Linked DNA regions of Mus musculus: regions 1 and 2 are each linked to region 3. The links are chromatin contacts, called in public Hi-C and HiChIP or PLAC-seq maps. All regions are on one chromosome and are shown on one strand. Each heading gives the region's core, a stretch centred on a gene start, on an enhancer-like site or on the middle of the called end of the contact. The rest is flanking DNA. Distances are from core to core; before and after follow the strand shown. Region 1 overlaps Ror1 (receptor tyrosine kinase-like orphan receptor 1). Region 2 overlaps Ror1 (receptor tyrosine kinase-like orphan receptor 1). Region 3 overlaps Ror1 (receptor tyrosine kinase-like orphan receptor 1).

Region 1 (3,147 bases), core at 527-3,026, 140 kb after region 3:
AACATCTTGATCCGTTATTTTTCTTTAGTCAATGATGAGACACCTTCTAATGAGAGACCATGTCATTGCGCCCAGTTCTAAAAACTGTCAACCCAAAAGTTCAAGCAAGAAATATACTGGGCATGTACCAAAAACCAGGCCACAGATAAGATAAAGCATTATGCTGGCTGACTGCCTGGCCACTCCGCAACTGGCCCTGTGCTTGGTGGAGGGGAGAGATTTGAGTAAGATTTGGCCTCTAGCCTAGGGGTCTACTCTCACCACTGAGCATCTGGGTGGTACTTCACAAGCATTCAGAGAAAAAAATCAGAAGACACTGATTTTTATTTTATTTATTTTATTTAATTTTTGCTTCTTATGGTAGCTAGGTAGAGAGCAAATGCTCACCATCTAGGAATTCAAAAGGGTTATATCATCTTCTTCAGAATTTTAGCTAGAGATGCTATTGTTAGGACCAGTCCTCTGGTGTGGTTTAAGTGTACTCTGATAGACAAGGAAGGAACTACAAAAAGAATCTCAATGGACTGCCAGAGGCAATTTCCTTTTTACCACTTCTGCTCTACATTTCTATTGTCAATGAGAGGCGTTGAGAAAATAAAAGAAGGTTTCTATTTTTTTTAATTAAATTACGTGTATGTATGCTTTCCTGTAAGAAATAGGGGAGGAATATACACATGAGTTCAGGTGTCTCTGGTGGCTTGAAGTGATGGATCTCCTGGAACAAGAATTACATGTGGTTGTGAACCATCTGATGTAGGTGCTGGGAACTGAACTCAGTTCCTCTGAAAGAATAGCACATTACATGGAGCCATCTCTGTAGCCCTTAAAAAAAAAAAAAGTTCTTAAATTAGTCATGTGTCTGAGAGGATACCAGCCTTCCAGAATTTTAAAGAAAAGATTGTTGACTCCGGCAATGATTTGTCTGTCTATAGCCTGGACAGGGAGAATTTAGAATGTCAGGAAATCAATGATGCCTGCTCCTTCATTTCTGAACATGTTTGCTTGTCTCTGATAAGTCAACTCAGTTAATGATTAGTTTAGTGATATTTTGTGACAAGAGTTTTGACATTTTGGTTGTGAGCCTAGCCTTTAATGGTTAACCCATCTCTCCTCCTTGTGACAAGAGTTTTGAAAGCAATCAATACACCAATATGTTATGTCTATAGTAACTCGTGACAGCAGAGACAACCAATCAGAAGGCTAAAGATAGAAACCTTTGTCATAGAGGGTCTTTGAGTTAGCAGCCACTAACTGGGACCCATCTTTGCCTTACTGGTTTTCCTTGTTCCACTGTGGCTAGTCTCTCTTGCACGCCATTTCAGGAAAGCCAGGGATATCCAACTGGGGTTTATTAGCAGAGCCTTCACAACACACAGGGATTTTTTTCCCCCTTCTTTTACATTTGAAATCATAGCTACTTCATAAATAACTCCTTTTATCACAAGTGTGGATGGTCCTGTACAGTTACCTGCAACATGTCAACCATTGTCAACATTATCTAATGTGCTAGACAGAAACTGCTTTGACCTCTAGGTTAACCAAAGTTAACCAGCAAATCTGAGTGCTTTTAAGACTCCTTCCTGCCCCAGCTGCTGTTCAAGCTATAAATTACTACCACTGGGCAGTGACAAGACAGAGTGTCGGGATCCTTTCTGACACTGAACAGTGTATGATTCTCACAATCTTTTCTCAGCAATCAAGCATGTAGACACCATATATAACCCTGAGAAGAGGCCTTCTCAGCAACCTAACCACAGACGAAGAAGAAAATAATCCCCATAGTAACGGAGCACGGGCAAACAGTTCTTGACCACATCTGTGCTTGAGTTCCTCTACCTCAGCACAGCCAGGCCTCATCTGTGCCTAACCTGACCACTTCACTGGCTCTCCCAAGCGCTCTAACATCCCTTCAGCTGTGGGCCCAGAGACAAAGCCTTGATTTATTTTCCTCTCAATGAGAAATTTGTGTCACTAACCTCAGGATGCAGCTTAAGCAGACCTTCCTTTAGGAGGACCTAGGAGAATGAGCCCAGCATCCTAGGCAGAGACGAGCCTTTCTCATACTTCTACCCAAACACTTCTGCCTGGGACACTTCAGCCCCAGACGCTATACTATATTCCAGCGACATCCTTCCAGATTCACTTTTCTTCTTGGGTGCTGCGGCACAGTGCTTTGGAGATCCGAATCAGAGTCCAGAATGACTGACTGATTCCCCTGTGAAGCTGGGTAAATGCTTAGATATTTATTAGATGAGGATGAAGAATGGCTACTTCAAACTGGCGTTTGCTGTTATGATGAATAGGGGAAGGTACCAAAAATGGCTGGCCAAGATGCTGTATAACTGTCTGCTCTTCCCCACTCCCTCTCCGTCAGCATCAGTGTCACCATGCTTACTCTGTATCACTGATTTCTAAGCAGTGTCAGTAGCCTTAAATTCTTAGCCCTCTAAATATCTTGTCTTCCACTCCTGCTTATTCGTTCAGTCTTGAGTCTCAAGGGTGGGGAGGGAGGGGTCCAACTATCAAACTATTGGACTTGATTACTAGTAAAACTATCTGCTAGTCTTACTAGTTTATTACTCTTATTAGTATTTGCCGCAACTGAAAGGAAAGTGACCTCCTGAGCATGCAGTACTAAGGATTTTCACATAAATTTCACTCTGTTTTGCTCCCATAGACAAATGCTGAAATTTTAATCCTGCTATCTGGGGGACAAAGTGCTAATTTTGTTTCTCAGAGGAAATTCCATTTTACATTTTATTTCAAGAAAAATCAAGCAGATTGCTTTTTAAAGGGGTTCATAAAAGTTCTCCACACTCCACCCCAATCTCTCCCAAGTCAAAGAGCTGTAGATAAATGCAGATTGGTAAATTCCTGCCTGGTCAAAATGTAAAAGAATCATGACAAACTGTTCCCTGGCTCCCTCGTCCTTCCTTTGAAAAGATAATTTACAATGTGAGATGGGTTACTTCCCCTTTATATCATCTCAATCCTCTGAAAACTCTATGGCAGGCTCTGTCTGAAAGTCCAATTTCAGCGGGTAGGCCTCCCTCTTAAAGAACTTCTCAGGCCCAGACATTAGACATGGACTGGCTGTCCCTCAAGACCCTGATATCTTAAAAGCAAGGGGGAAAAAATTAAAACAAA
Region 2 (3,202 bases), core at 522-3,021, 250 kb after region 3:
TTTTAATAGCATTTGTTATATAGGAAGTAACCCTCATAAACACTGCCCAGTTCCTAAGTGCCACTGCTCTTGTTTTAGTTAAGGAGAAACTGAGCTGGGGGGTGGAGCTCAGAGCTGGGGGTGGAGCTCAGAGCTGGGGGTGGAGCTCAGAGCTGGGGGTGGAGCTCAGAGCTGGGGGTGGAGCACAGTTGGTAGAGAACTTGCCTGGCATACAGGAAGCTCTGGATTCAATCCCCAGAAATAGATGAGCTGAGCCTACAATTTCAGCACCCAGGAAGTGGAGACAGAACACTCGGAAGTTCAGGATCTTTCTCTGCTACATAGTGAGTTCAGGGCCAGCTTGGGCTACATGAGACTCTGTCTTAAATAAACAAAAACTAGGATTGGAAATCAGTTATCAAATTACAAGATTTCTGTCCAGTCGTTCATTGATCCATTCTGTCACTAATTCATTTATCCACACATCTACCCAAAGCTTATTGAGCATCTCTAATTCTACCCCTCTTAGAATTGGCAAAATGTTTCCATAAAGACCCAGAAACAAGAATTCTAGCCATCACAAGCTGACAGTGTCTATGCTTACTGCTTAACTCTGTCATTTAGCATGAAAACTGCTATAGATAAGGTGTAAATGAATACATGCGGGCACGGTCCAATAAAGATTTACTGGGGTTACATGGCTAGCTCAGTAGTTAAAGTCACCTCCTGCTCTCCCAAAGGAGCCGCGCCCGCCAGCTCACAACCACCTGTAACTCCAGTTCCAGGGAAAGCCAACACCTCTCACCTCCAAAGGTGCCTGCATTCATGTATACAAGCCCTAACCCCCAACCCCACAGACAGACAGACACACAAATAAATTATAACCTAAAAAAATTAACAAGTACCCCACCAGATTTGATGTGCAAGTCTTAGTTTAAAATAGAATTTTACTTTCCCCAAGACATTTTTAGCTGTCCAAATTAATCCCAGTCTGGAGCTGAAGAGGCAGACACTGTGAAAGGCAGCAGTGGCTTCCCCACAGGCACTGCCTGAGTCACCTGGCCTTCTCTAGACTGTGTCCTTCAGAAAGTGCTGAGAGAACCCAAACAGACCAGGCAGGCAAGGAGAGCCTCAGCTTGTGTCAGCATAGGGAACCTTTGGTCTCCAGAGCCTTCCCTGGAAGTGAAGCAAAGACCAAGGGAAAATTAATGCCATCTAGGGTCCCTTTATCTGTGACTCAAAGGAGCCAAAGCCAAGCCTCCAGGGCAGGTCCTCCCCCTCCCCCCACTCTACTCTCCCTTTCCAGAAAAGACAATGACTGATTCAGGGAGGAGACCCTGTAAGACCTAGCAAAGGTAGCCTCTGCCCCCAGAAGCAAGTGAGATTTGAATAGTCTCTTGACCAAGTTACTCCTCCAAAGGGACACAAACTCTTGATTTCAAAAGTAGTCTACACAGCTGGGCCAATTTCTTATAATTAGTCATCTATTTTCCCACCCTAGGAACACTGATCATTAACTACTTTCTCTTCTATCACAGGCAGAGGCTCTGCTGCTCTCCAGTCCTCTGAGGGCTTTTCAGACCCCGCCTGGCTGTCCCAGCTGTATAAGGGCATTTGCCTCTTCCCACAGCTGCCAACCACTTAAGGAAAAGGAGGCCAGAAATCTCAAAGGTAATTGGATGCACGCAGAATCTTCTTTTTTCCCATTCTCCCTTCCCCACACTCACCGAAGTTAAAAGAAATTATCTATTAACTCCAATCCCAGCACTGTCTACAGCTGGCTCTCAGCCCCACCTGTCCCATCCAAGGTCAATTACAGAGCTCACTTCAGTCAGGTCTCTGACCCTTCAGCAAGAGCAGAGAGGAGTCAGATAGCATGGAAGCCCTTGTGTTCACACGCAGGAGTTCTGACCTCTTCTTCTTCTTCTCCTTCTTCTTCTTCTTCTTCTTCTTCTTCTTCTTCTTCTTCTTCTTCTTCTTCTTCTTCTTCTTCTTCTTCTTCTTCTTCTTCTTAACATAAGTAGTTATTGTCCACAAAGATATCATTTAATTCATAAAAGATGAGGGTTAGATTCTCTAGATTGATATCATATTTATGGTCTGGAGCAGTGGCTTTCAACCTTCCTAATGCTGTGACCCTCTAACACTGTTCCTCGTGTTGTGGTGACTCCCCCAACCATAAAATTATTTCATTGTTATTTCATTACTGTAATGTTGGTACCCTTATGAATTGTAATGCAAATATCTAACATTGAGGACATCTGTTATGTGACTCCTGCGAAAGAGTCCTTCGACCTCTTAAAGGGTCATGGCCCACAGAATCTAGAGATTTCCAGAATACCCTACATAAGCCCTCAACACCCTTCTCCATGGGGAGGAACTCCCTTGCCCTCCAGCAGGTGCATCCCTCTACATGATAGGCACTTTCCTTCTCTTCCTCCTGGTGGTTACCATTAGGAGTCCTCAATATTTAGCCAGACTGCTATCTTTCTTGTAAGTCTTTCTCTCATGTCATCTCAGTGTCTTCTCTAAAACCAAATGCTTTACTCCACTGGTATAGGAATATTCTGGCCTGACGTATGTCCTCAGGTCCCCTCAAAGACTAGAGCTGAGTACTCTCAGTCCCAGAACTCAGCACTGGATCTGGCTATATCCTAAAGGCATGAAATGACACACTACCGCTTCTGTGGAACCCCTCTACTGGGCAGAAGAGCCTACAAGAAAGGCTTCCAAAAGGGACAGAAAAGAAGGCTGTAGCCATGTCCCTCCTCTGGCCACTCTCCAAGAACCAACATTCTTCCCCCAAATCAGGCCAAAGGCTTTGTGACCAAACCCATTCACCTATAAAATGAGCACATGCGTTAAATTCTCAAAATGGGTCTCTTGTTTCTTAATTGAATACATTTGTCATGAACTATGCAGTGACTTGCCTTCCCTTGCAGAAAACATGGCCTCTCAACCGCATGAACCTGGGCAGCCTGCTTTGTTGAGCTAAAATTTTGGAGTTGGTGATTTCAGATACTGATGAGGTGGGCTTTTGCTTGCTTGTTTGTTTTGTTTTGTTCTTATAAAGTTTTTTCTGATAAAATAAGCTAAATAACCCTGAGTCCAGGCTATTTTCTTTGTCAGCATCTCAGATTGCTTTCTATGGCCTTCTTGTGTGCCTTGCTTTAAAGGGAACTCAACAACTAAAATGCTACATGAGCACAGTACTCATGACTTG
Region 3 (3,188 bases), core at 625-3,124:
GAAATATAGCCAGTAGGACAGAAACCCAAAACCCCAGGAAAGAGAAAGCTGCAGCATACTACAAAGCTGTAGAATTTGATAGAATTCTCCCTATCTCTTCTCTTCTTTGATCTGTTTTATAAACAGAAACATCAGGGATGGAAGGGGGATAGATTTGATGCTTGAGAAATTACAGAGCATTTTAAAAACAATGCCTATTGAGATGCTGACTCTGGGATGGATGTTTCTTGCTCTAAACCACAAGGCCCTAAAGACAGCCCTTAAGGGACGTGAGCTGCCTCCAGAGCCGGTAGCAGCCTGGATTCTCTCAGCCCATTAAGTCATCTGTCTTAGGGCAGCAGGAAAAACAAAAACAAACAAGCAAATGAACAAACAGTCAGATGTAGAGCCACAGTTGACAACAGACTCATTCAACATGTCCAGGAGACAGCCAAGTACGTGCTCTCACAAGGATGGTTAGTGCAGCCTAGGAAATGGCCTGACATCACAGAGTCTCTAAGTGGACCTGTGCTTTGCACAGATAATGGTTTCTGGCTGCCCAGTGTGGCAGGGCAGTTCTGAGTTCAGAGCTACCCTAAGCAGCCACTCTTACTAAGACACCTGCCTAGTGGAGAAGCTGTGAAAATCTGCATCTCTTTCATGAGCTCCAGCAGAGAGGGAAGAGCCTTGGGAGAATGTCTTCACCAGGAAACAGGCCTGGTCTGTGTGCTTTGTCTGGTATTGAACACGTAGGAAGAGGATGGAAGGATTCATTTTGTTGATGAGGAATGCACATGTAGGTCAACATGACAAAAGAAAGTCCCCCATTTCTCCTGGAGATGAAGACCATGAACAGATAATTTCTATACCAAAATCATATATGCTGGAAGGCATGTTTGCGGCAGTAGAGTGATTTTAGACTTTTTTCTGGGTAGCTTTTCTAGCAGAGGCTTAAAAATGTAATGCAGCTAAAAAGAGTTTGTTAGGTCCCAAACCCAGGACAAATGGCCGAGATGCCTATTTAACACATCAGAGCAGACAACGGCAAAAAAGAACAATATTCTACCTGCTTCCCTCAGTCCCTACCTATTACAAGGTATGGCTGGTATACCCAGCCCCTACCCTAAACTTCTCCAGCCCCGATATTGGGCTAGGCTTCCATCCCCTCACCTGTCCTTCCCTATATACAATCCAGCCATTTGGTTACCTGCCTCTTCAGGCTACTACCCTCTCATCCAGTCTATTAGCCCAGGCTACCCCTCTTGGTAGGCAGCTGTTCTCCCCTCTCCCTTCCCCCCTCCTCATATGGTTCAGGATCATGTCCTCTCTGGATGTCTCCCAGATGTCCCTGCTTCTAGCTATGCTCTCTCCTTTATATCTGCGACAAACCTCCTCCACCATATCTAGGAATAATCATGTCCTTCTCCCTTTCCTTCTTATTTCTGTTTTTCATTCATCTTGTGCTGAAACTTAGGACTAGTCATATCTTTTCTGTTTTATTTCTTTCTTTCTGTTCAGAGTTCAACCAGAATATTTATTCTTCTTCCAGTAAAGATGCTGGATTAGCCCGGCTTGGTTTATATAGGTTTGCCCTCTTCTATCATGCCATCCACTTAGGACAGACCCCAAGGTAAGTACCATGAATCTCTCAGGGTTTCAGAAAAGTGTGTAGCACGTTAGCTACTCCAGCCTTCCTCACTGTGGATGTCAGTATAGGTATGGCAAGGCAAAGTGACTTCCCAGACATACTGAAAGGAAGGCCAGAGACAAAGAAATGTTCCCACAGTGGTTTAATCAATAAGTTCAATGAATCCTGAAAGCGCTCCAGGGCCAACAGTCCCAGGCATTCAGGTAGACACTGCCCAACTCTGCTGTAGTAACTTTTGGAGGTCAATGTCCACAGACTTTGGGAATCTCCATTCTGAGAAGCAAAATCACAGCCTGAGGCTGAATCTTATGTTTGGAATAGAGACGGATAATTGCACGCTTTGCCGGGACAGTTGGTCAGTTTTGTTAGGGCAGAATGTGAGAGAAGCACACTGCTGGCTCATTGTTTGTCACTCTAGCATTTATATTCCAGCAGGACTTCCCAGACTGACTGGTGTTGTATGATCGGATGGGGGTAGAAGAAGCAATTCTAGCTCTGCCTGTAGCAATGTCCTCCCAAAAAGCATTCAGGTGTAGAAACAACACCAGCCCAGTGAAGAGTGGACAGCACAGCACAGCTGACCCAGGCTTCAGGCGTAAGCCAACTGGTCCTGGAGCTCCTAGCTGCCTGTAGCCACCCTGGGAAAAGGTCTTTAAAGTTTTCAGCTCTCTTTTCTAGGAATGATAATGAAAGTATCAAATTATTAGGGTTGCCCTGAGTCATCTGTGTTAGGCATAATGCCCAGTATTGCCATAAGTGAGGTGAGAACTCTACTGTAGAATCAGACAGGAATCTGCACCAGGAAAAGTGGGGAACACTACGTGATACCCAGCAGCCAGACAGCATCTCTGAAAGCCTGGAAATAAGAAGTCACACACATCAGTGGTTCTCAACCTGTGGGTCACGATCTCTTTGGAGGTTTGGCTATCAGATATCCTGCATGTCAGATATGAACATTATGATTTCATAACAGCAGCAAAATTATAGTTACAAAGCAATAATGAAATAATTTTAGGGTTGTGGTCACTACAACTGTATTAAAGGGTCGCAGCATTAGGAAGATTGGGAACCACTGATTTAGATGCTCAGGGAGACAGTCCACTCTAACCATTTGCATCTCCCCAGGACCACATTCCCCCCACCCCCTTTCTTCCTCTTCCTGATCAAGTGTAAACAAAATCCAGATTGTGGTCTGTTGCAATGACCATGTCAGCTGGGAATTGATTTCCTTTTGCAAAACAGTTCCAGCCAGCACACTGAGTTTCTGGGTCATTTCCTTGCACTTCAGTGACAGCAAACTCCAAATTATTTATTCATCTCTGACTGTTGCCTTCTCCACACCTGCTAGCCACCACAGGTGCCTATGGATCCACTGATCAGAGCGCTGGAGTGTTTTCACCTAGGCTGCACAGCATCTGTGGCATATTAGATGTAATTAGTGTTTCGGTGGATCAATTAAAGCTTCTGAGACCCTGTTTTGATAGGTGTTTATGAACATGGTTATGTTTCTTCCCTAAAGCCACCTCCTGCTCCCCGCCCGGGTGATCCTTTAATAGACTAA

Evidence for each region. A called contact is a pair of places that touch in the nucleus more often than the background predicts. HiChIP or PLAC-seq counts read pairs in DNA pulled down with a chosen protein or histone mark.
Region 1: an H3K27ac HiChIP or PLAC-seq map of hepatocytes shows a contact between it and region 3, with 4 times the contacts expected there. The contact joins two enhancer-like sites. A contact is called at or near these places in 5 of 484 Hi-C or Micro-C datasets (cerebellum, conventional dendritic cells, liver and 1 more) and 1 of 115 datasets of contacts at active chromatin or transcription factors (hepatocytes).
Region 2: a contact with region 3 is called in a Hi-C map of liver, with 1.9 times the contacts expected there. The contact joins two enhancer-like sites. A contact is called at or near these places in 1 of 484 Hi-C or Micro-C datasets (liver) and 2 of 115 datasets of contacts at active chromatin or transcription factors (hepatocytes and kidney).

What each region holds. Positions count from the first base shown.
Region 1 is chr4:100,229,105-100,232,251 of GRCm38.p6, reverse strand. The region is part of intron 1 of Ror1 (receptor tyrosine kinase-like orphan receptor 1); the gene reads right to left. Among named protein-coding and RNA genes, the nearest start is that of Gm12701, 110 kb to the right of the region's middle. Within about 2 kb of position 1,776, at least 15 of the 459 cell types and tissues checked have an H3K27ac peak or open chromatin away from gene starts, as enhancers often do. A contact at or near this core is called in hepatocytes and liver, where this site is marked.
Region 2 is chr4:100,122,145-100,125,346 of GRCm38.p6, reverse strand. All of the region lies in intron 1 of Ror1 (receptor tyrosine kinase-like orphan receptor 1), which reads right to left. It overlaps Gm12701 (a long non-coding RNA gene), which reads right to left. Exons shown (of 2, transcript XR_867957.2): 2 at 1-3,202. Among named protein-coding and RNA genes, the nearest start is that of Gm12701, 4.1 kb to the right of the region's middle. Within about 2 kb of position 1,771, at least 14 of the 459 cell types and tissues checked have an H3K27ac peak or open chromatin away from gene starts, as enhancers often do. A contact at or near this core is called in hepatocytes and liver, where this site is marked.
Region 3 is chr4:100,368,612-100,371,799 of GRCm38.p6, reverse strand. The region is part of intron 4 of Ror1 (receptor tyrosine kinase-like orphan receptor 1); the gene reads right to left. Among named protein-coding and RNA genes, the nearest start is that of Gm35760, 23 kb to the left of the region's middle. Within about 2 kb of position 1,874, at least 10 of the 459 cell types and tissues checked have an H3K27ac peak or open chromatin away from gene starts, as enhancers often do. A contact at or near this core is called in hepatocytes and liver, where this site is marked.